Regions from separate parts of the Hordeum vulgare genome. Here region 2 is linked to region 1. The links are chromatin contacts, called in public Hi-C maps. All regions are on one chromosome and are shown on one strand. The core of a region is the stretch at or near the end of the contact, and the rest is flanking DNA. Distances in the headings are between cores, read along the strand shown.

Evidence for each region. Hi-C and Micro-C count contacts between places; a contact is called where the count stands out from the background.
Region 2: a contact with region 1 is called in a Hi-C map of seedling, with 2.6 times the contacts expected there. The contact joins the promoter of LOC123413414 here to the promoter of LOC123412685 in region 1. A contact is called at or near these places in 3 of 6 Hi-C or Micro-C datasets (leaf and seedling) and 1 of 1 datasets of contacts at active chromatin or transcription factors (embryo).

The regions. Positions count from the first base shown.
Region 1 is chr7H:502,231,817-502,237,622 of MorexV3_pseudomolecules_assembly, forward strand. It overlaps LOC123412685 (serine/threonine-protein phosphatase PP2A-1 catalytic subunit), which reads right to left and starts at 2,934. Exons shown (of 6, transcript XM_045105629.1): 1 at 2,460-2,934; 2 at 1,008-1,122. The coding sequence starts at 2,712.
Region 2 is chr7H:502,373,001-502,378,806 of MorexV3_pseudomolecules_assembly, forward strand. LOC123413414 (transcriptional elongation regulator MINIYO) reads left to right here and starts at 2,413. Exons shown (of 10, transcript XM_045106346.1): 1 at 2,413-2,782; 2 at 2,905-3,727; 3 at 3,803-3,915; 4 at 4,698-4,885; 5 at 5,749-5,806. The coding sequence starts at 2,531. It overlaps LOC123412670 (a long non-coding RNA gene), which reads right to left and starts at 1,393. Exons shown (of 4, transcript XR_006613569.1): 1 at 1,310-1,393.

The DNA.
Region 1 (5,806 bases), core at 1,684-4,183:
TTTATAAGCCGTTTTGTTTCACCTTCATGTTGGAGTCCAAGGGGAAAAACAAAATTATATTGTGACATGATCTTCCGATCAAGAGCAGCTAGGGGTGAGAGGAGATTTGAAAGCCAAATTCCAAATCATAATTGATGGTTTAAACCATTTCGGATGGTCATATCACAATATATCACCTTCAGCCTTTTTCCCGTGCACTTCGGAAGCTTACAATTTGGCCGGTGCAGAAAGTCAGGAGCCTGATTTAAATGCACAATTGTACGTTGGTTCGTACATTTGACTGAAACCGCCACACACTGACACACTGATCCATCGGCTGCACCTCCTCTAGTCACGATATCCCAAATTCTGTCCTACTTCACATCGCAAAATCATGATGCTGCAAATAATCTACAGTTGATCCATCGGATGTGTCTTGCAGCAATACCGATCCATAGTGATCACAATCCTGAACCACTGTAGCTGCACCTTGTCAAAACAACACCACAAACGCCTAGCCTCCAACACATCAGAAATTCATCATACCGCGAAGAAGATTGTGTTGTGCAACAATCCCACATAACAGGAGCAAGGTCCCAGGAATTTGTTTCCACACTTAGCATTTCCTAATTTAATGTCTATGGTCTCATTGATTAATGACTAAATATTAACATATAGCTCAATGTGTGAACAGACTGTTTGCCAACAATATTCATGTATCATGTTATACATTTAGATTTTGGACAAGGATCTTCAATAAGTAGCAAGTAACTTAAAACTAAAAAAGGTCAAAGTCACAGGCCAGGAAACACCAAAGTAACACATGTACTAATGTTCTGACAGCGAAAACCTCTCAGTGCCCTTTCTACCACAAAGCATGCTCGTGACAGGAGATAATCCATTTCCAACTCAGCCATTCGAACAGATGTAGGGAATAATGTCAATACATTTGCAGTAGTTACAATTCAGAAGTAATATGCTGATACAACTGCTGTAAGATTTTTCAGAATCAAGAAATAGGAACTCACACTTGAGTGATTTGTCGGCTCTCGTGATTTCCTCTCAATATTGTGATTCTGTCTCTGTAACGAACTTTGAGAGCCACTAATAATGAAACAGTCTCCACTGAATAGTAGCCACGGTCTGCATCAAATGTCCATAAAAATAAGTCCAGTTATAACATGGAACCAAATGAATACAATCGAAAGAAGAAGAAAATCAAATTATATATAGAAAGAAAAAGAATAACCAGTCAACAAAACTGAAATAATAGCATTTCTACCGAACATCTACGAAGAGGTCATTCCTAATAAAGATACTCATTGAGTGGTATCTTATTTGTCTGATTCATAGGTGAGCTGCATAAATACATCTAAAGCATGTGGTGTAGACAACATGGTTTTCAAAAGTAGGGGTGCAACCCCCACAAATAATTGGAAGTGCTTATATATAAGGCAGTATACTAGCACCCTAGAAATCCTGGAAACAGAGCAAACAGCACATGGTAAGACAAAAGGAAAAAGACCGGGAGATGGGTATATAATACCCACCTGCCCCATGGCTTCTAATAGCCCCATCTACTCCTGTGACCTAATTCCCAGAACCACTCCCTTGTCCCTCACCGCAGCAGCGGAGCCATCATGCTCCTCCCCTTCCTCACATCAACAGACACCATCACACAACCCTACTTTCTGCCTCGCAAGCCATCTTTTCTCCCTCATCGTAGCAACACGGGAATATAGTTTACCAGCCCAGGATCAGCGACAACACTGGGCAGCGGCAGAAAATACTCTGTGCGCCCCATATGCTAGATGGCTAAGGAGAGGGGGACATCTTACCATCTAAGGGTAATGAAGCGACACCTTAGTCGAATGGTTGTCATTCTTACAACGTAATCATGCTGATATCAGTTCTGAGAATGCTTGCCACGCAGGGAAAACCGTACACGTATAAATACAAAAAAAAGTCCCTGTTTGTTGCTCTACCGGTAGAGAACAAGGTATCCATACCATCCAAATTCGAGGTTTTATTTCCCCGGGCAGCCTTTTGCCTTGTTAAATAAGGCAACAAAAGTCCAAAATCATCACCCCAAAATTCTCCAAATGTGCCGTCACTATAATGAACACTTTAAGGATGTCCATTCATGCCCATGAGAATCACTTCATACCTACTCGGTTGACATATCAAAACCAAAACAGCATCCATCTATTTAATCAACAGAACAGGACCTAGCATGATGGCACGATTCATTCTAGCAATCCATGGAACAACAGTAAGAAAAAAAATAAAAATCATTAGCGTAATAAAGAATCTATTCGCAACCCCGCCAGCTCAAACCTCCCAATCCGCACAGGCCAGGAGGGGAGGATCTATCGAATTGGTAGTCCCCCCTGATTGCTCTCCATTAAATCAGAATCAGATCGAACGACCTGACCGAATCCTCTCGGCGGGAAGGGCCAGGGGCGGCAGCGGGGACGTACCGACGTAGTCGCCCATGAAAAGGTAGTTCGTGTCGGGGGTGTCGCCGCCGATGCGGAATAGCTCGATGAGGTCGTAGAACTGGCCGTGGATGTCGCCGCAGACGGTGACCGGGCAGCGCACGGGCTGCACGTTCCACTCCTCCATGAGGATCGCCTTGGCCTGCTCGCAGAGGGCCTTGACCTCGGCGTCCGGCAGGAACTTGCAGTCCCGCAGCTGCGAGATCTGCCGGTCCAGATCCGAGTGCGACGGCATCGTCGCTGCCGCGCGCCGCTCCCCTCACGTCCGCCTACGAGCAAGGTTCCCGCCGGGGGGCAGGGGGCGGGGGCGGGGCCGCTGGGCCGTCGACGGGATCGGGGGAGGAGGAGGGGGGGATGGAGGAGGAGGAGGAGGGCGCGTTCATGCCTCCATTTTTTTCCGCGTGTTTGCTATTGCGGGGAGGGTGGGGGGGTGGATTTTTTTCGCTTGGCTGGCTGGCTGGCTGGCTGTGTGTTGGTATTTGTTTTGGTTTTGGCTTGGGTTGGGTGATTTGGTCCTCCTAAGAATGATTTTTATGAGGTGTTTATGGGAGGAAAGCTCCGCGACGCGTACTTTCCAGGTGTGGAGGGATTAGAGAAAGGCAGGGATGTTCCGTGGAGGGGATGCATGTGGCCCTCCCCCCTCTCTCTCTCTCTCTCTCGTGTGCGTGTGTGCGTGTGTGGTTTGGCTGGCTTGGTCGTGTGCCTATCTGTAACGCAGTCTGGCTTGGTTTTGGTTGGCTTGGCTCTCGCTACGGTGGAATAGCTGTATTTTAAGCAGGTTCGTGTAGCAGTTGCACCATTTTTTAGTTTATTATACTAGTAAAAAGGTTCGTGTGTTGCAACAGAAAAAAATATTTTTTTAAAAATAATTTATTGTAATAAAGATACATATTGGATACTGACTCCACCGGTGCAGGATATCGGAAAACAAATTGGATACATATTTTCTTTAATAAAGGAATCTAGCAAACCTTTATTAATTATATTTGCATCTTCTAATCTCTAGAGTATACTTTCACCATGAAGATTCACTGATTATAATCTTTTGAGTTCCTTGTTTTCTTCTTCATCGTATTCATACGTGTTGAAATATACTACTCCCTCCATTTTTAAATATAATTCTTTCTAACGATTTCAATATGAATAACATAGGGATATATACATACGTGTTTTGGAGTATATGTTTACTCATTTTGCTTCGTATATAATCAATATTAAAATCTCTAAAAAATACATATTTTTATAAGCAGAGGGAGTATTCCCTTGATCGGTATGCTAGTTTCAAACTCAAGATGTCCAATTGATCACTTCCGTGCAAACTATGTGTAAATGCAGGGTATGGCTAATTATGATTGAGCTGTTTTTGTGATCCATGTCAATGCCATCATTGGAAAAAATATTGCTCCTCCTCACGCTCGGGGTGTATTAACAAAACTCCCTCACCTACACAAATATTAAAATGATGATATAAGATTCAGTCTAGAGTCTTACGCCGATTCACGGCCTTTCATCTATATACGTAGACACAAAGTACTCCATTGTCAACTAATATAAAAGCATTTAGATCACTACTTCAATGATCTAAACGCTTTTATATTAATTGACAGATGAAGTACCATACATTGCAACAACCAAGGAAACTGAAAGGGAGAAACTCAAGCATCTAGAGATTATGTACACGAAGTGTTGCTCCATAGCGAAGCAAACTGTTATCCATAAAATTGGTAGTGTTAGTACAATGAAAGAATGGTGCTGATCGGTCAAGCTCCACAAATTTGGAATCTTTTAAGTGAAAATATCCCCACTTATTTTCCAAAGTGATGATGAATCAATTATTTATTACCGTGATCATCTACTACAAAAAAAGGATCTCAATTGGCGAAGTACGTACCAAATAGGTAAGCTATAACAATGTTAATCTATAGATGAGTTCATTGCATTAATTTGTCATCCAGCTGTTAGAAGCATATCCAAGTTAGACATGATTTCAATAATTATTAGAAAAAATTGATCCTAAGTGCACTACCCAACTGCAAGATCAAAGACATCAGTTAAGGAAAAATAATTACACTTTGTAGCACAGGAAATCACAAGCTAGCATAGGCTAAATAAAACAACACAATTCAGATTGAATGAACACCTGACTCAGTTAAAAGACAATGGCAAACGATATTGTTGGGGAACGTCGCATGGGAAACAAAAATTTTCCTACGCGCACGAAGACCTATCATGGTGATGTCCATCTACGAGAGGGGATGAGTGATCTACGTACCCTTGTAGATCGTACAGCAGAAGCGATGTGAGATCGCGGTTGATGTAGTGGAACGTCCTCACGTCCCTCGATCCGCCCCGCGAACAATCCCGCGATCAGTCCCACGATCTAGTACCGAACGGACGGCACCTCCGCGTTCAGCACACGTACAGCTCGACGATGATCTCGGCCTTCTTGATCCAGCAAGAGAGACGGAGAGGTAGAAGAGTTCTCCGGCAGCGTGACGGCGCTCCGGAGGTTGGTGATGATCTTGTCTCAGCAGGGCTCCGCCCGAGCTCCGCAGAAACACGATCTAGAGGAAAAACTATGGAGGTATGTGGTCGGGCAGCCGTGAGAAAGTCGTCTCAAATCTGCCCTAAAAGCCCCATATATATAGGAGGAGGGAGGGGGACCTTGCCTTGGGGTCCAAGGGAACCCCAAGGGGTCGGCCGAGCCAGGGGGGAGGACTCTCCCCCCCCCCCAAACCGAGTCCTACTTGGTTTGGTGGGAGGGAGTCCTTCCCCCTTCCCACTTCCCCTCCTTTTTTTTCTTTCTTTGATTTTTTTCTTCCTTGGCGCATAGGATTTGGTGGGCTGTCCCACCAGCCCACTAAGGGCTGGTGTGACCCCCCCAAATACCTATGGGCTTCCCCGGAGTGGGTTGCCCCCCTCCGGTGAACCCCCGGAACCCATTCGTCATTCCCGGTACATTCCCGGTAACTCCGAAAACCTTCCGGTAATCAAATGAGGTCATCCTATATATCAATCTTCGTTTCCGGACCATTCCGGAAACCCTCGTGACGTCCGTGATCTCATCCGGGACTCCGAACAACATTCGGTAACCAACCATATAACTCAAATACGCATAAAACAACGTCGAACCTTAAGTGTGCAGACCCTGCGGGTTCGAGAACTATGTAGACATGACCCGAGAGACTCCTCGGTCAATATCCAATAGCGGGACCTGGATGCCCATATTGGATCCTACATATTCTACGAAGATCTTATCGTTTGAACCTCAGTGCCAAGGATTCGTATAATCCCGTATGTCATTCCCTTTGTCCTTCGGTATGTTACTT
Region 2 (5,806 bases), core at 1,163-3,662, 140 kb after region 1:
AAATGGAGGAGATTAATGGTTCATCCCATTGATGACCTAATCTCCGGTGAACACACTGCTACATCCACAACAGGGCCATCAGACTCTCGCAGACTTCTATTCAATGTTGTTCCCTAAATCATGGCACACCACGTGTCGGGGACTTACACCATGACGACATGTTGGTAATGGATAATCATTACGATTCAAAATAGAACATAAACATTCAAATATGGAGCATCAAAACAATCAAAGAAAATAAAAGCATTAGAGGCAGAATTATTTTCTCATTGGTTCAGTTGGAATGATTTCATCGTAGAAATGCTAATTGAAGTAAAAAAAAGTACACATAAAAACATAAGCATTGTCTTCATTTGTCACCACATAACATGATGAATGATCCTTGCCACAAATCCATCTCGGTATTTGGCATCTAATCTTGACATATTATTGTCTGTAAGGCTGAAACACAAAATTCATGCAATAATATTCAGGACATAGTATCCCAAATGATTGATGCCCCTTTTTTAATCAATTAGGGCATCACTCGATATCCCGTCAGGACCATAGATTTTTAGCATCAAGAGGCTGCACCGCTACCTTAACCTAGTACAAGTTGTTTTAAGCCTTCATGTTTATCATTTCTCTAGCCAGTTGAACTATGAAGCACAACAACTCTTTGAAAGAAGTTAAGAGGATGCACTTCCTGCTACCAGGCGCCAAAATACAGCAGCAGTCGGCACCTCAGCTGGGGAGCCAGATCCAGTAGCAGCCCCAACATCAATGAAGAATTCGTAGAGTGATCAGAACATGCCACGCGACGTAGCAAATAGGGGAACCAATATGCATCTAAATAGTCTCACGTATTCAAATTATTTTCCCTTTCTACAGAAACTCACTTTGTATTTATATCATAATAAAAGCAAACAGATAAACATGCTACTTAAATGATTCAGAGTTATATAAATAAACTCATATATAGAATGATATGAAGTTGAAGTATCTTTGTCTCTCTAGGAATTAATAGAAACAAATATAATGCCAAAATAACTCATTGCTTCCTTAAATGATATCTCAAGCATAACCTTCAGGAGGATTATACCAGTCGAAGAAAATAAATGTAGAAATAATCTTAAATGCCAGATTCTCTATCTCTTAAGACATTCTGAAAGAACTCCACAACAAACAAATATATCATAAAGGTTAGTGTTTGTGAGCATCTTCCAGCAACATACAAGCCATGGGAGTGTAATTTGGATATCTCAAGTGTCAAATCTAGAGCTGAGAATAGCATCTCTACATGGACTAATAAAAAAAAAAATCAACATACCTCCTACTACACTGGCTGATAGTGAATTTGGTAGATGCCCACAAATGACAGTTTAGCAGTGTCTCCGAGTCTCTATACATCTGGAGTCCCATGTTTCTCCTCGGATACAATGAAATTGTATGCTTCACAGGAGGATCTGCACAAAATAAATGAAGAACACTTAAGTTTCTTATCCTTGTAAGAAGAGGTAATTCTAACGAGAACTTGCCAAGGGCACCCAATCAATTCAGTTCATGAAAACTTGTGTCCATCGGAGCTTCTTATGCCAACTGAACCATGTTGACCTTCCCTAATCAGCATACGCGTTCTCTACTCGCATAGATATGTTTGATTCTCCTGTTTGTTGTATTTCTTTATCCCCGTTAAAAATTAATGCCAGGGATGGAATGAGAAATGAGTAGAACCTTGAAGAACAACATCAAATATACCTTCTTCATTCTCAGGTAATTAAAACCAAGGGAGACAAGGAGACACGGATGGTTGCTGGAGGATAACTATAGACGGACGCGTCGGGCGCGGTTTCAGGCGAACGGACGCGTCGGGCACGGCTCAGGCGGACGTTGCCACGGGAGGGACGGGCGTGGTTTTGGCGGACCTCGCCACGACAGGGACGGGCGTGGTTTTGGCGGACCTCGCCACGACAGGGACGGGCGTCTCGGGCGCGATTTTAGGTGGACCTCCGCCGCCGCACTTCGCCGCCCCACGCGCCGCCGCCTCCAGCCTCGCCACCCCACCACATGGTGTGTTGCGCCCGCCGCCAGATCCGGCCCGACTCGTCATGGATCCGGCCGCCCCACGAGCCCCTCGGCCTCGCCTCCACCTCTGTCCACCGCCGCGACGCTCGCCGGCGCCGGAGCCGCCGTAGATGGACCGGCCTCCTCCTCAGCCAAATCGGGACCGGACCATCCCGATCCACCCCATCCCTGGACCGGTGAAGAACAGAGGCTTTTATGAAAAAACGAAACGTTTTTTTCACTTAATGAAGGACCGCGGGTTGATTTTGAAACAACAGGGGGACGTTTTTGCAAAACTGCCACCACGGACGACAGAAACAATATTTGCTTTATTATTAGGGAGAGAAAAGCTAATCGGGCGATCGAGTTGCAAACACAAGAAAGAAAGAAGCCCACCACAGCGAATTCCCTCGTTCCCTCCTCGCCTCCTTCCCTAAACCCTCCCTTGCCGGCTACCAAGGCAGCGGCTCTGTACACCAGGCCGCCAATGGAAGACGCAACGAAGCGGAGGCACCAGCCGGGCGCTCTCCCGGCGCGCCGCAAGGTCGTGGAGGAGCCCTTCGACCCGGCGCCACCTCCCCCCGCTGCCGCAGCCGCCCCAGCGGCAGCGACGGTGGCCTCACCGGCCCACCTCGTCGGCGCCATCGTCGAGAAGGGCTTCTCCGCCGCCGCGCCCTCCTCCGCCCCGCGCCCCACCGTCCTCCCCTTCCCCGTCGCCCGCCACCGCTCCCACGGCCCCGTAAGCCGCCGCCGCCGCCCCTCCCTGAAACCCTAGCCTAGCCTTGAACCCGCCAACCTGCTCCTCTCCTCTCCAGTTAGTGCTTGCTTGTGCTTTACGACTGATTAACTGCTCTTTTGCAGCACTGGAAACCGGTGGCGAAGGGTGCCGACAAGAAGAAAGGGGAAGGGGAGGAGGAGGACTACGGGATGGATGTGGACGACATGGACTACCAGCCCGCAGCCGCGGTGGCCGGGCCTGTGAGGAGGAAAGAGAAGAAGGGCATGGATTTCAGCAGGTGGCGAGAGTTTGTCGCTGACGATGTGCCCCCCAAGCGGAGGCAGGCGAAGAAAGACAACACAAAGAAAATTGATCATGTGGCTGAGGTTAAAAATGCAGTTGGCCAGGTGGGCGAGAGGGGATTGGGGGGAGATGGCATGGAGCTGGACAGTGGAAATGGTAGGGAGGCGTTGGGCCCAATGGGTTTGGTTTCTGATGTGTTGTCAAAGAAGCTGATTAATGCAGGGGATGCATCGATGACAGAAGGTGGGGCTGGGGTTGCAGAATTGCAAGGAGTGAGTATGCAGCTTGATGATGGGGAGCCATCGATCGCAGCAGAGATTAACGCAGAGAACACAGCAAGGCTGGCTGGGATGTCGGCGGAGGAGATAGCGGAGGCACAGGCAGATATTTTGAATAGGATGGATCCAGCTCTGGTGGAGGTATTGAGGCGTCGGGGGAGGGACAAGTCTGGTGGCAAGAAAGATAAGGGTAAGGATAAGAGTAGGCAAACTTCAGGGCCAGGGAAGACTGCAAAGGCTGTTCCAGGCGAGCATTTGACTGCTAGTGAGCAGAGTGCACACTCTTGGAAGGCATGGAGTGAGAGAGTGGAGCGGATCAGGTTGTGTAGATTTGGATTGGATGGAGATATTACGGGATTTCAATCTTCCCAGGAGCAACAAGATGGTAAATTATTTCTTCTTTGCCCTCTTGAGTTTAGCTTCTTGTGGTGGCATCAAAGTCTGCCTTTTCTGCTTGTAGGCAACAAGACTCATGGAGAAAACGTAGCTGAGCGTGACTTCCTACGGACAGAGGGAGATCCTGCAGCTGTTGGTTACACAATCAATGAGGCGTTGGCACTTACAAGGAGCATGGTTTGTTTTATAAACTTTACCAGATGGTGGATGGGCAAAATATACTTAGCGTTTGGCTGTATTCAGTGTCAAATTCGAGCAACATGAACATTGGAACATATATAGATTTCTTCTTGAATTTTGCAGCGTTCATGTTATGCACAATTGATTACGTGGTACATATTTTAATAATTTTTTGTCAAGCTTGGTAGTTCTTGCTAAATTTACAAATGCAAGATCTGCATGCAATCCACATCCAACTAGATAGGTTGTTAAACTTCAACTTCTACTACTTAGGTTGCATGCATTTATCATGAAATGGCATACTGGCTATTATTCTAGATAGACTGATCGGTGGGGCTATCCATTAATTTGTTTCTCAAGAATCACTTGTAGTAAATTGGTAGGTTGTTAAACTTCAACTTTTACTACTTAGGTTGCATGCATTTGTCATGAAATGGCATACCGGCTGTTATGCTAGACTGATTGGTGAGGCTATTCCATTGATTTGTTTCTCCATTAATCAACTTTTACTACGGGACAGAGGGAGTAATTTTTAATCATCGGTGTATAAAACAAACCAAGTAAAAGATAGGGGTTGTCACATAACTCATAGTCAGATTACTTGAGGCCACCTGCGAGTGGTGGGCGTGTAGGGATGGTATTTAGTGTTCCCTGCTTCATTGAATTCACAGATTTCAGTTTATGAAGAAGTGCTTCATAGCTCTTGGCTCAATTTCTTGAAATGTGACCCAAAAATATGTAGAAACACAATGTAATTCAGCTTACTGTTCAAACTATAGGTTCCTGGGCAGCGGGTACTAGCACTGCAGCTTCTTGCTTCTGTTCTGAATAGGGCATTGCACAACCTGCATAAGATGGATCTAGCTGATAATGTGGAAGGAGCTAATTATGCTGAGAAAGCTTATGATTGGCAAGCAGTTTGGGCCTATGCCCTTGGCCCCGAACCAGAGTTGGTTCTTTCTCTAAGGTACTTATTTCTGAGCTGGTAACTTCATTTTAGATTTGCTTATGGTTGCCATACAATGTTTTTTTTAGCTCATGATAGTGTGGAGAGCCACTGAACATACATGTACTGCACGATCCTATCAAGTATAGTCAAGCAAACATAACATGAACCACAGAGATATGCTTAGTTTCCTTCAAGATACTTTAAATAGCTGCATCTATGCCTGAAAATGCATGCTTCAAACAATCATATTTTTAGTTACCATATTAGAGAGTAGTAAGTGTTAGTAATAGTTTAAAGTGATCTCATCCATAAACTATCAGTGATTTAGAAGATGATATTAATGTATTTATCCCCTAAGCTTATTAGAGTATCCACATCCCTAGATGCTAATAGTAGATGTGAGGGTAGGTGCTAAGGTTAAAAAGCTTAGCAATAGCACCCAATGTTAAGCAAAACACATTTATATTTGAATATGTATTGGACTCCTTAGCACCTATAGTTGGCGTACTAAGGGATGTGGCTAAAGAGCTAAGAAAGGTGAATGGAAAGAGAAGACAGAAATGTCCACTGTAGCGTGTCTAATTTATAGACGCTGGGGTGTGGATGCTCTTATACTCTTCCCTTCCCCTTAATATTTTCTGTTTGCACTTAGGCGTTTTATTGGTATATTATTTTTATGAGGTTGTTAACTACTGCAGTTATAGTAAGTCTCATAACCAAATCCTGGAAATCATAGAAGAACCTAACACAACCAGCAGTTAGCAAATGTACACCTAGATGTTTTGCATGGTATTTCTGTAAGTCAAAAGGCATCAATATGAGACCTTGCCATGCCATATATCTTTTTTTTACCACCTTGTTGCTAACTGACACATTTGCAGGATGTCATTGGATGATAACCATGAGTCTGTAGTTTTGGCTTGCGCTAAAGTTATTAAT